2 separate regions of the Mus musculus genome follow, and region 2 is linked to region 1. The links are chromatin contacts, called in public ChIA-PET maps. All regions are on one chromosome and are shown on one strand. Each heading gives the region's core, a stretch centred on a gene start, on an enhancer-like site or on the middle of the called end of the contact. The rest is flanking DNA. Distances are from core to core; before and after follow the strand shown.

Evidence for each region. ChIA-PET counts read pairs in DNA pulled down with a chosen protein or histone mark.
Region 2: an RNA polymerase II ChIA-PET map of memory CD8 T cells shows a contact between it and region 1, with 81 read pairs. The contact joins two enhancer-like sites. A contact is called at or near these places in 1 of 115 datasets of contacts at active chromatin or transcription factors (memory CD8 T cells) and 2 of 9 other capture datasets (adipose tissue and pancreatic islet).

What each region holds. Positions count from the first base shown.
Region 1 is chr9:100,682,802-100,687,633 of GRCm38.p6, forward strand. All of the region lies in intron 1 of Stag1 (stromal antigen 1), which reads left to right. Among named protein-coding and RNA genes, the nearest start is that of Stag1, 42 kb to the left of the region's middle. Within about 2 kb of position 3,165, at least 50 of the 459 cell types and tissues checked have an H3K27ac peak or open chromatin away from gene starts, as enhancers often do. A contact at or near this core is called in memory CD8 T cells, where this site is marked.
Region 2 is chr9:100,456,891-100,461,450 of GRCm38.p6, forward strand. It overlaps Il20rb (interleukin 20 receptor beta), which reads right to left. Exons shown (of 7, transcript NM_001033543.3): 6 at 4,500-4,560; 7 at 829-2,351. The coding sequence ends at 2,235. Among named protein-coding and RNA genes, the nearest start is that of Gm28166, 9.2 kb to the left of the region's middle. Within about 2 kb of position 1,256, at least 38 of the 459 cell types and tissues checked have an H3K27ac peak or open chromatin away from gene starts, as enhancers often do. A contact at or near this core is called in memory CD8 T cells, where this site is marked.

The DNA.
Region 1 (4,832 bases), core at 1,915-4,414:
GTAGGCTTTTTTTTTTTTTTTTTTGTTTTTTGTTTTTTGTTTTTTTTTTTTTGAGACAGGGTTTCTCTGTATAGCCCTGGGTGTCTTGGAACTCACTTTGTAGACCAGGCTGGCCTTGAACTCAGAAATCCGCCTGCCTCTGCCTCCTGAGTGCTGGGACTAAAGGCGTGCGCCACCACTGCCCAGCGGTCCCTGTCATTCTTATGACAACCCAAAGTCTCATCTAAATTACATAAGTCAGAAGTTTTAAATCTTATCTAAATATTTAAGTGAAATACGGGTGATGTTCTTGTAAGTATGAACTTGTGGAACAAAGAAAACAAGCTAACTTTTCCCAAAATACAGAACAGGGACAGATACAGATATGGTTCAAAAAGGAAGGGCAAAAGGAATTGTTAGTTCTAAGTAGTTTAGGAATCCAGCTGGAGAAACTCCACAAATTCCATGACTTAGGAGTAATCCTTTGTGATTTGCAGCTTTCCTCTAAATTCTCTTAACCACTTGCTTGTTCTAAAGTATGGGCGATAGCATTTGCTTCTTAGGATTGTTGGGGTATATAAGGCAAATTAGTAAGACCATGTTTGGCAGATAGTAAGCATTAAATAGCTTTATTATTAGCATCATTATTCATAACACCTGTCTGCCTGCCTGTCCGTCTATATGTACATTTCTCTGTATCTACTTTTAAAAGAGAAATATCAGCCATTTTATTCTCTTGCGTAGTTTTTATGTAGTCTTTATAGATAAAGTAGTTTCTCCTTTTTGGGGGATTTGTGTTTAGTGTTTGTTTTTTGTTTTGTTTGTTTGTTTGTTTTACCTTTGTGTAAAACTAAATAGTATCTTGCTCTTTCAAAACCAGGCTAGGAAATTGGCATACTAACCAAGTCAGCCAAAGGAAGAAAGGAAAGTATGATATAGAGCAGTGGTTGTTAGTTTGCTAGGGTTAGGTTATAGATTGGAAGCCATGCTTATTTATTCGCAGAAGCTTCATGGATAGTAGCTAAGGATAAAGAATATAGAGTCAGGCTGACTTTGAACAACTAAGTGAGATATTAGGTAAGTTTCTTTTCTGTTCCCCAGTTTTGCCACCAATAGAATGGAGATGGTAGTGTGTATACTTACGCCATTGGGATATGCCAATTAATGTGTGTAATTTGGTAGGAATCAAAAGATAATAGTATTAATACTGTTTTAGGTTTTGAGTTCAGTGTTTTCTCATATCCCAAATTTATGTAAATTCAGGGTATAGAAAGATGAAATAGAAGGGAAGTTTTTATACTGAGAGACCCCTCTCCCCACCACTATTTTTCACAATTTAGAGTCATAATATCCTTTGAGACAGGAATTTTCAAGGACATTAATACACAGTTCATTAATATACTTCAGTAAATGGGCCTTTTCAGGTTGTTATAAGATGCTAGGAACCAAACTAGGCTTTTCTATAGTAGCTTATTGCTAGATTTCTTTTTTAACAGTTACTTATATAAAAGTTTCTTATTATGGGTGCTTTCTGGATCTGTCTGATGTATAAATAATGACATGAGACTTCTGTTATAGTTCATAGCTTAGGCTTTTTGTTGGGGCTGTCTTCCAGATGCCATTTTAACTTTGCCCAACTCTTCTAGCCTATGACCCACCATGTAGTATCTCTCTGCTCCTGAGTGGTCTGTGTCTGTCTCCTCCATGTTCTCCTCTGAATTTCAGTTTACTTTATTCTGACTTGAACGATTCTCTAATTTCTGTTGTATCAATTACAACCTAGCATTCCATCTCTCTGTCCTCTTACTGGAAGTTCTGCCCTTCTCCTTCTTGACCCAGCTATTGGCTGTTAATTCTTTATTACAACCAGTCAGTAGTGAGACAACCTCCGATACATTCCTAGATTGCCTGTATGCATGTGAGGATGGACTAATGTTAACAAAATAGAGAACTGGCTATTGTCCATAGAAATGACAGTGATGAGAATCTTGCCAGCACTGAGCTCTTTGATGATACTGAACGAACAATTAAAAATAGAGACACACAACAATTTGAGGAAGGTCACTCCAACAGTTTCTCTTTGTCATCTTCATTATATTCCCTTCCTAAACTTCTGTTTTAGTAACTACAGTAGTCTCTAGCTGTTAATCCATTCTTTGAAGTTTTTGAAAATTTAAAGTTATAGTAATTATATGTAAATAGAATCTTCTGTCACATTTAAGTTTCTGGAGCTTGTTAATAAAAAGTTCTTTATCTAAATTATCCTGTTGGGAGTACCTCCCCTAACATGGTGAGCAATACCATGAATTTATGCATTCTGTTTACTTGAACTATAGAAAAATTGCTTTTTGAGGCTGTTTTTTGTTTTGTTTTGTTTTGGTTTTTCGAGACAGGGTCAGGCTGGCCTCGAACTCAGAAATCTGACTGCCTCTGCCTCCCAGGCGCTGGGATTAAAGGCGTGTGCTACCACGCCCGGCTGAGGCTAAGTTTTTAAATTGTGGACATTCACAAACTATTTCGTTGGCACTGTTTTGCAAAGAACAGGTTATGTTTTGGATGTTTCATATCCCCAGCATTGCAAAAATTATTCAAAGAATAAAGTTTTTTGTTACAGAGTTGAATAGTGACTGCTGATAAATCCTAGCTAGCTGTACGTCTTTTTTAAAAATCAGGAATCTATGGGAAGTGATCTCAATTATCAGTGAATTACAAAAATATTTCTTTTAAATAGTCCAATGTCTTGTGGTGTTCACATTGACCAAATATTGAAAAACATTTTGGTAAACCACATTTAGGCCAACTTTCTCATTAATATGGCTTCATGACAGTTTGACAGTATATTGTGGCATATGTTCATTCATTATCCTTGATGTTTCATTTGCTAAAAATAGTCCTAAAAATTCCTTAAAGCAGTTTTGTTCTTTAAAAAGCATAGTGTTCAACTGTCACATCTTATTAATTATAGGCTTCATTTTGAAAAATAAATCACAATAGAATTTTAGGTCAAGTGTATCAAATGTCCCTTTTGTTAAGAGATTGTTGCCTTTTTAAGGTAGTTTCTCTTTCATTTGGATAATGTGCTGTGTTGAGCTTTGGTTGTTAATTGATAGATGTGGTATCCTCTCTGTGAGAGCTTTTAAAATGCATAACACGTATTTCAGAAAGCAGCTGTTGCTATGGCAACTCTCGGGGTCACTTGCAGCTCAGCTTACATGATTGGCTGTTAATGGAGCCTAATATGCTTGAGAAGAGAATTGAGCAAATGAAAGAGGGTTTGAAGGAATCCTCTTAAACCACTTGAAGTTTAACAAAATAGCACTCAAAAATTTAACACTTATATTACTGTTACTCAGTTTTATATGAGTGATTTTATGAGTAATGACAAGTTCTGAAAAATAATTTTTATAAACTCTTAAGAATGTTGGAATCTTGTTACTATTTTCCCTCACATACTGTTGTTTAAAGAAACACAGCTGTCAGTCATGTTCTGCGCTCTACACTCAAACCTCTGAGAAGTTAATTGAATTGAGGCATGAGAAGGTTGTTAATTGTATGGGGCCAGAACAAGTAGTAAAACCAGGAATAGTGTCTACATTTAGTGTAGTTATGTGAATTAGGTTAGAGTCACTTTTTATTCAGATTCTTAAGATAGTTCCATGAATACCTGCCTCTCTTATGGGAGTGTTTGAATGGTATAGGAAGAGATGGTGCAGTGTACTTTGAATTTTGAGGTTGATACAGTAAACACAATTAAGCATAAGAATTTCTAGAAATTCTGTCAAGCTGGCTCAGTGGGCAAAGGCTCTTGCCACCAAAACTGATAACCTGAATTCAACCTCTGAGACCACCATGGTGGAGGAATAGTCCTTATTCCTACAAGTTGTTCTGTAACCCCCTCCAAGTGCATCATGGCATGGAGTGTGTGCACTTGTATCCCCCGCCCCCAGATGTAGTGAACAGTTTAAAAAGAACTGGCATAATGAAAATGAATCATGTAGAATGGCACCAGTAATGTCAACCTTGTTAAATGACAGTTTTCATCTGTGTCCACCTACTATCACTTCTATAACTACGGTATTAATAATAGAGTGTCTTGCCGGGGGGTGGTGGCGGCGCACACCTTTAGTCCAAGCACTTGGGAGGCAGAGGTAGGCGGATTTCTGAGTTCAAGGCCAGCCTGGTCAACAAAGTGAGTTTCAGGACAGCCAGGGTGTCTTCATTTTAGCTATTAGATAATAGTATATGTAATTAAAATTAGGTTGTTATTCAGGTGATGTTTGGAGAATAATAACATCTCTTCAGAAATTATTTTATTTTGTAAAAGTGACTTGGTTGTCTAGGGCAGAAGGTATTGGAAATAGAACTAAAATATGGGACTTATTATATCTGTTTCTACCTCTAGAGCTTTAAAAAATTGATTATACATATAGACCAAGACATTGAGAGACAGAGTCAGGAGGATTGTGAGCTTGAGGCAAGTCTGAGCTACATAACAAGACCCTGGGCTTGGGAATGTAATGTGCTCAGTGGTAGTATATGTCTAAAATGAACAAGACCTTGTGGCTTCCCCAGCATAAAAAACAAACAAAAGATTATGGTGTAGTGCTTAAACCGATGCACCAGATTTTACTCTGCTGGTATATTTTGTTATTTGATTTTTGACTTTGTTGTCAGAAATAGCAATAATTACCTTTGATTTATTAAAGAGATATTTAGAAATTTTTAATCATTTTGTTTTTAAATGGTACTGTTCAAGTGATTAAGTGATTCTACATCCTGTTCTACTGAGACAATAATAGAAGTACTAGATTATGTTGTTACCTGGTAAAATTAACAGTTCTCTTTGATATTAG
Region 2 (4,560 bases), core at 6-2,505, 230 kb before region 1:
AGGTTCTTTCAGAATAAAGAGTATTCATTTGCTTCATCTGATAGCTTAGGAAAATAACTTTTTAAAGAACTATCAATAGAAACAGTACAAACACTGAATAAATTTTGTTTTAGACAGCATACCCCTGAGGATTTGTTGCCAAGTTACTGTGACTCAAATCACACATAATCTCTCACACCAGGGGCTACATGGGGACAGAAGTGTGGGTTCCGGTGTTGGTGTTCATTTTCATCTTTAGAGGGCTGTGACCTGCCCTGGGCCAATTTTATTCTCTATCTTTTCACTTTTTCTTAAGGCTTATTATAAACTCTCGGTATACTAATAATTCGCTTACTAGTAATATCGTATTGTTTAATCATCTCCCTATTGTTCATTGAAATCCAAGCTCCATGAAGCGGGACTTTGTTTTGGGATGATGCTAAGTGTTCTGTGAAGGCACAAGTAGAGAATCTGGGTCTGTGGGAAGCAAGGGCCACATCAATTAACATAATCAAGACAATCCCCCACAGACCTGAGCTCAGGCCAACCCGATCTAGACAGTCCCTCACTCAGAATCTTCCTGCCTGATTCTAGATAGCATCAAGCTGACAATTAGAACTGTTACACAGACAGAGAGAGGAAAGAGGGTTCTAAGAGAGTAAACCAGCTCTGAGGAGGTAGCTATCCCCCCATCAGGAGCAGGCTCTGTTTCTGATGTTCGGGTGGGGTCCAATATCCACATGTTGGGAACCTTAAGAGACAACAGAATAATTGAGAGAGGTCTTTATGTAGCTACAGAGGCCAGCAAAACCAGGGAGCATCCCATGAGAAACTGTAACAGAGGAAGGCTCGGGGTAATTCTTTATTCTGAGCTTAGGTAACAGAGGAATGAAGTCCCTGGGGTGAGGGAGCAGAGAAGAGAGGGGAGAAAAGATGAAGGTTAATGTAAGTATGCAATTTTTAATTCTGTAAACAGCACATTTCCAGACCAGTTGAAATATAACATTTAACACACGCTTCACAAAAGAGTCAAGGCAGAAATATACAGAACAGGACAAAGGCAGGGAGCCTCAGCCCACACCCCTACATATCTGCCCACACCCCTACATATCTCTCCTGGAGTCCCCAAAGTAGAGATGAGGCCGTTGGCATCTGTGCTGAAGACGGACTGGAAGCACCTGGTTGAAACCGTTACACTGTCTCTACCCTTGTCTGGCTGGTGAAGCCCAGGAAGTTGGGGCAGAGACAAGCCAGCTCCAGGTTCCAGAGGGGGAGGTGGTGGTGAGCCTGACTCTGCAGAGAGAGATGAAGCCACCTCCTTTCATCCTCCTCTGACTGAAGCTGTCCTCCACCCCTCCCTCGCTGCCTGGAGGTAGTGATGGTTATGCCTCTAGTCAGGGGTTCCTGATGAGTACCTGAGAGCGACTGAGAAACCCTGAGTGAATTGTCCTTAGGAAGAGAGCTGGTGTGATTTACTGTGGACAAGGTCCTAGGATCTGATGACATTTCATGAACCCACAGCAGCATCCGCGCATGTCCCATCATGGACGGGCTACGGCCTCTCTCGATGTCACCCTCAGCAGAGCGTGCTGACAGGATTTGGCTTGAAGTGAAACAGCCCTCCCATTCTTCCGTCCCTCCTCGGGTTTCCTCTTGTAAAGAGGGAAGTCCAAACCAACAGTGGTCTGAGTTTGATTTGACAAAAGGAGGTTTATTACTCTTGGTTGTTCGGTTGTTTACTTCAGATGGGGTTTCACCGTGTCGTCTAGGCTGTGATTTTCTCTCCCGCTCCTCCAAAGTGCTGAGATTTTGCACCCGGCTGAGTACTCTGATCATTCTTAGCACACGCGTATGCCCCACAGTCCGCATGATCTGAACTCACCGTTGTGCACAGTGCCACCAGTCTCCTTGCCAACCTGCAAGTGCGAGTTTGTATACACACAGAGATGAGGGGAGAAACCATTTAATCCCCACTACAGGTGACAAAGCGGGGGTCCGAGGTATGAAGCCATTTTCTCCACTGTTTTTCAGTGAGCGTATGGTAACTGTGTGTCTGGGGATCACCTCTCTAGACTATTTCTGTCACTCTTGGATGGTCACGCCACTCTGCCTCTGACGGTCACTGCTAGACGTGCACACAGTAGGCTCCTGTTACTTCTCTTTGTCTTTTGTCCACAGAGGAAAACAGAAACACAACCCACCCCATCCAGGGTTCTGGGTCCTGCAGACCAGGCTGTTAATCCATCAGGTCCTTCTCAAGTCTGTGAGATCCAGACCCCAAAGAGATGCTCCGAGGACAGCACAGCCACAGCACAGGCGTCCACCTCCTCCTTCCTGCAGCTGATCAGCTTCTGAGACGAACTGGTTATTTTCTAAAAAATCATTTTCATAAAAATTATTCATTAGACATTGCTTGAGTGGTGGTAGCAACAAAGACTATTGTATAAATCCCTACTATTTAACTTCCTTTTCAAGCACATGTGTGCACTTTCATGAATGTGTGCATATGTGTATATGCATGTGTGCACGTGTGTGTGTCATGTGTATGTGCATGTATGTGTTCATGTGTGCATGTGTGCTTGTGTGTGTTTCTGTGTTTTCACATGTGTAGGTGGATACATGTGCTCTTATGTTCAGGCCCTAGATGGCATTCTAAGTTTTCCTTGATCCCTTGTTCAGCATTTATATAGGTTCTGGGGACCCTAACTCTGATCTTCACATTAGGGGCCTGTCTACAAAAGGCACTTTAAACTTGAACACAGAAGTTTATAAAGGATATACCATATAAGCAACAAACAAAAAGAATTGAATATTATCAAAAATAAAAAGAAACCCATCATAATGCTGAAAGGTTTAGTTAAGAAGATCCAGCAATCAGAAATGTGTACACACTCAAATGCATGAAAATTTTCTGAGTGTGGTGGCACACGCCGTTAATCTCAGCACTTGGGAGGCAGAGGCAGGCAGATTTCTGAGTTCGAGGCCAGCCTGGTCTACAAAGTGAGTTCCAGGACAACCAGAGCTACATAGTGAGACCCTATCTCGAAAAATAAAAAAGCAAAAGTGCATGGAAAGTTGACGAACAGGAAGAAACCGAGGTAGCTACACTCATAGATAGATTCGTTATCGTGTTCTCGCAATCAAGTAGCAGACAGAAGTCGGGGCAAACTCAGTGATCTGAATCAACCCATGAGCGTCCTCACAAGAGCCCTGGTGCTCGGCTCTGCTACTGCTACTGCCTGCTAACACTGTTATGACTACTTGGAAATGACCGAGACAGGAGAGCTGGGTGGAGGGCAACCTGAAGACCTGGTTAAAGGGGGAGTTATTCCTCTTGTCAGGTCTCTTGTAGAGACCTAAAAGCAAGCCACACAAGAGCAGCTTCATAGAAACTGCAGGCTGTTAAGGAGCCCCGACAGTGTGTGGACGACAGCCACAGCTGGTTCTGATGCACTGGAGCAACTGACTGCCCACAAGACAGCACTGTGACACCTTTCAGGTGACAGGGATGGGTGTGTGGGTGTGTGGGTGTGTGTGTGTGTGTGCGCGCGCACGCAGTGCTTCCTGTTTGTTCTTTCTTTCTTTGATTATACTGCTTGGTGTGGTTGAGATCTAGGAGGCCTCTGAAGAGCCACCGGTGGAACATGTGTGAGCGGCTGAGGCCAGCCTTTACTCTTCCCCGGCCAGGGTGCAGGCACACAGGGCCTGCCTACACCTACCCAGAGGCTCAGAGACATGCTCCATGAGCATCCTGGGCTTGTGGGTCCCTGGAAGGACAGCTCTTTGAGCAGTCACTGTGAAGGTCCAGACTGTCGCCCTGGCCTGCTCCATGCCTGTCCAAGGCAAAGCACAGTTCATGCCACACGATCTTCAAACCTGAGAATCGTGAGACTCTTTGCATGCGTGACTCTTGAAACCGTAGGCACCCTGGGCTGAACAACACAGCCAGCCACCCTTTTGGTATTGCTAGATCTGGAGGGCGGGGGAACAGCAAAATGGCCTGCCAGAGCCTCGGGATGCTTACTATACTCTGGAAAAGGGAGAACTCACCCAGACCTTCTGATCAGGAGCTATTGCGACCTGAGCGTTTCCTCAAAAACCACATGTTGGAAACAAAAGCCCAGCGCAATGGGGCTGGGGTAGGAACTGTGGGAGGTAATGTAAAGGCTCAACTACATAAATGTAAACTATAAGGCCTTAAGGCTACCAGTGTGAAATTTTGTTCTATCACATTTAGCCATGTTGTAAGAGCAAGAAGACCTTTACCCATAAGCCCCTTCTGTCTTCATTCCACCATCACCATCCCCAGCCTCCAGAAGCCACTGAACTTCTATTCTCTATAGATGACCTAGTCTGTGGTATTTTATTACAGCATCACAGACTAAGACAAGTGAAGTCCCAATGATGCTTGCTCCAGTCTCTGCATATCTTCATAAACCATGAAAAACATGTCTATGCCCCACTAAGGCCCATGATGCATCTGGCCAGCATCACACTGACAGGTACAGGAATGTTCTTACCAAGGTGTCTGGGAGGACAACGGCGGGGCAGCAAGAATACCGGAGCAGCTGGCCCATCTTC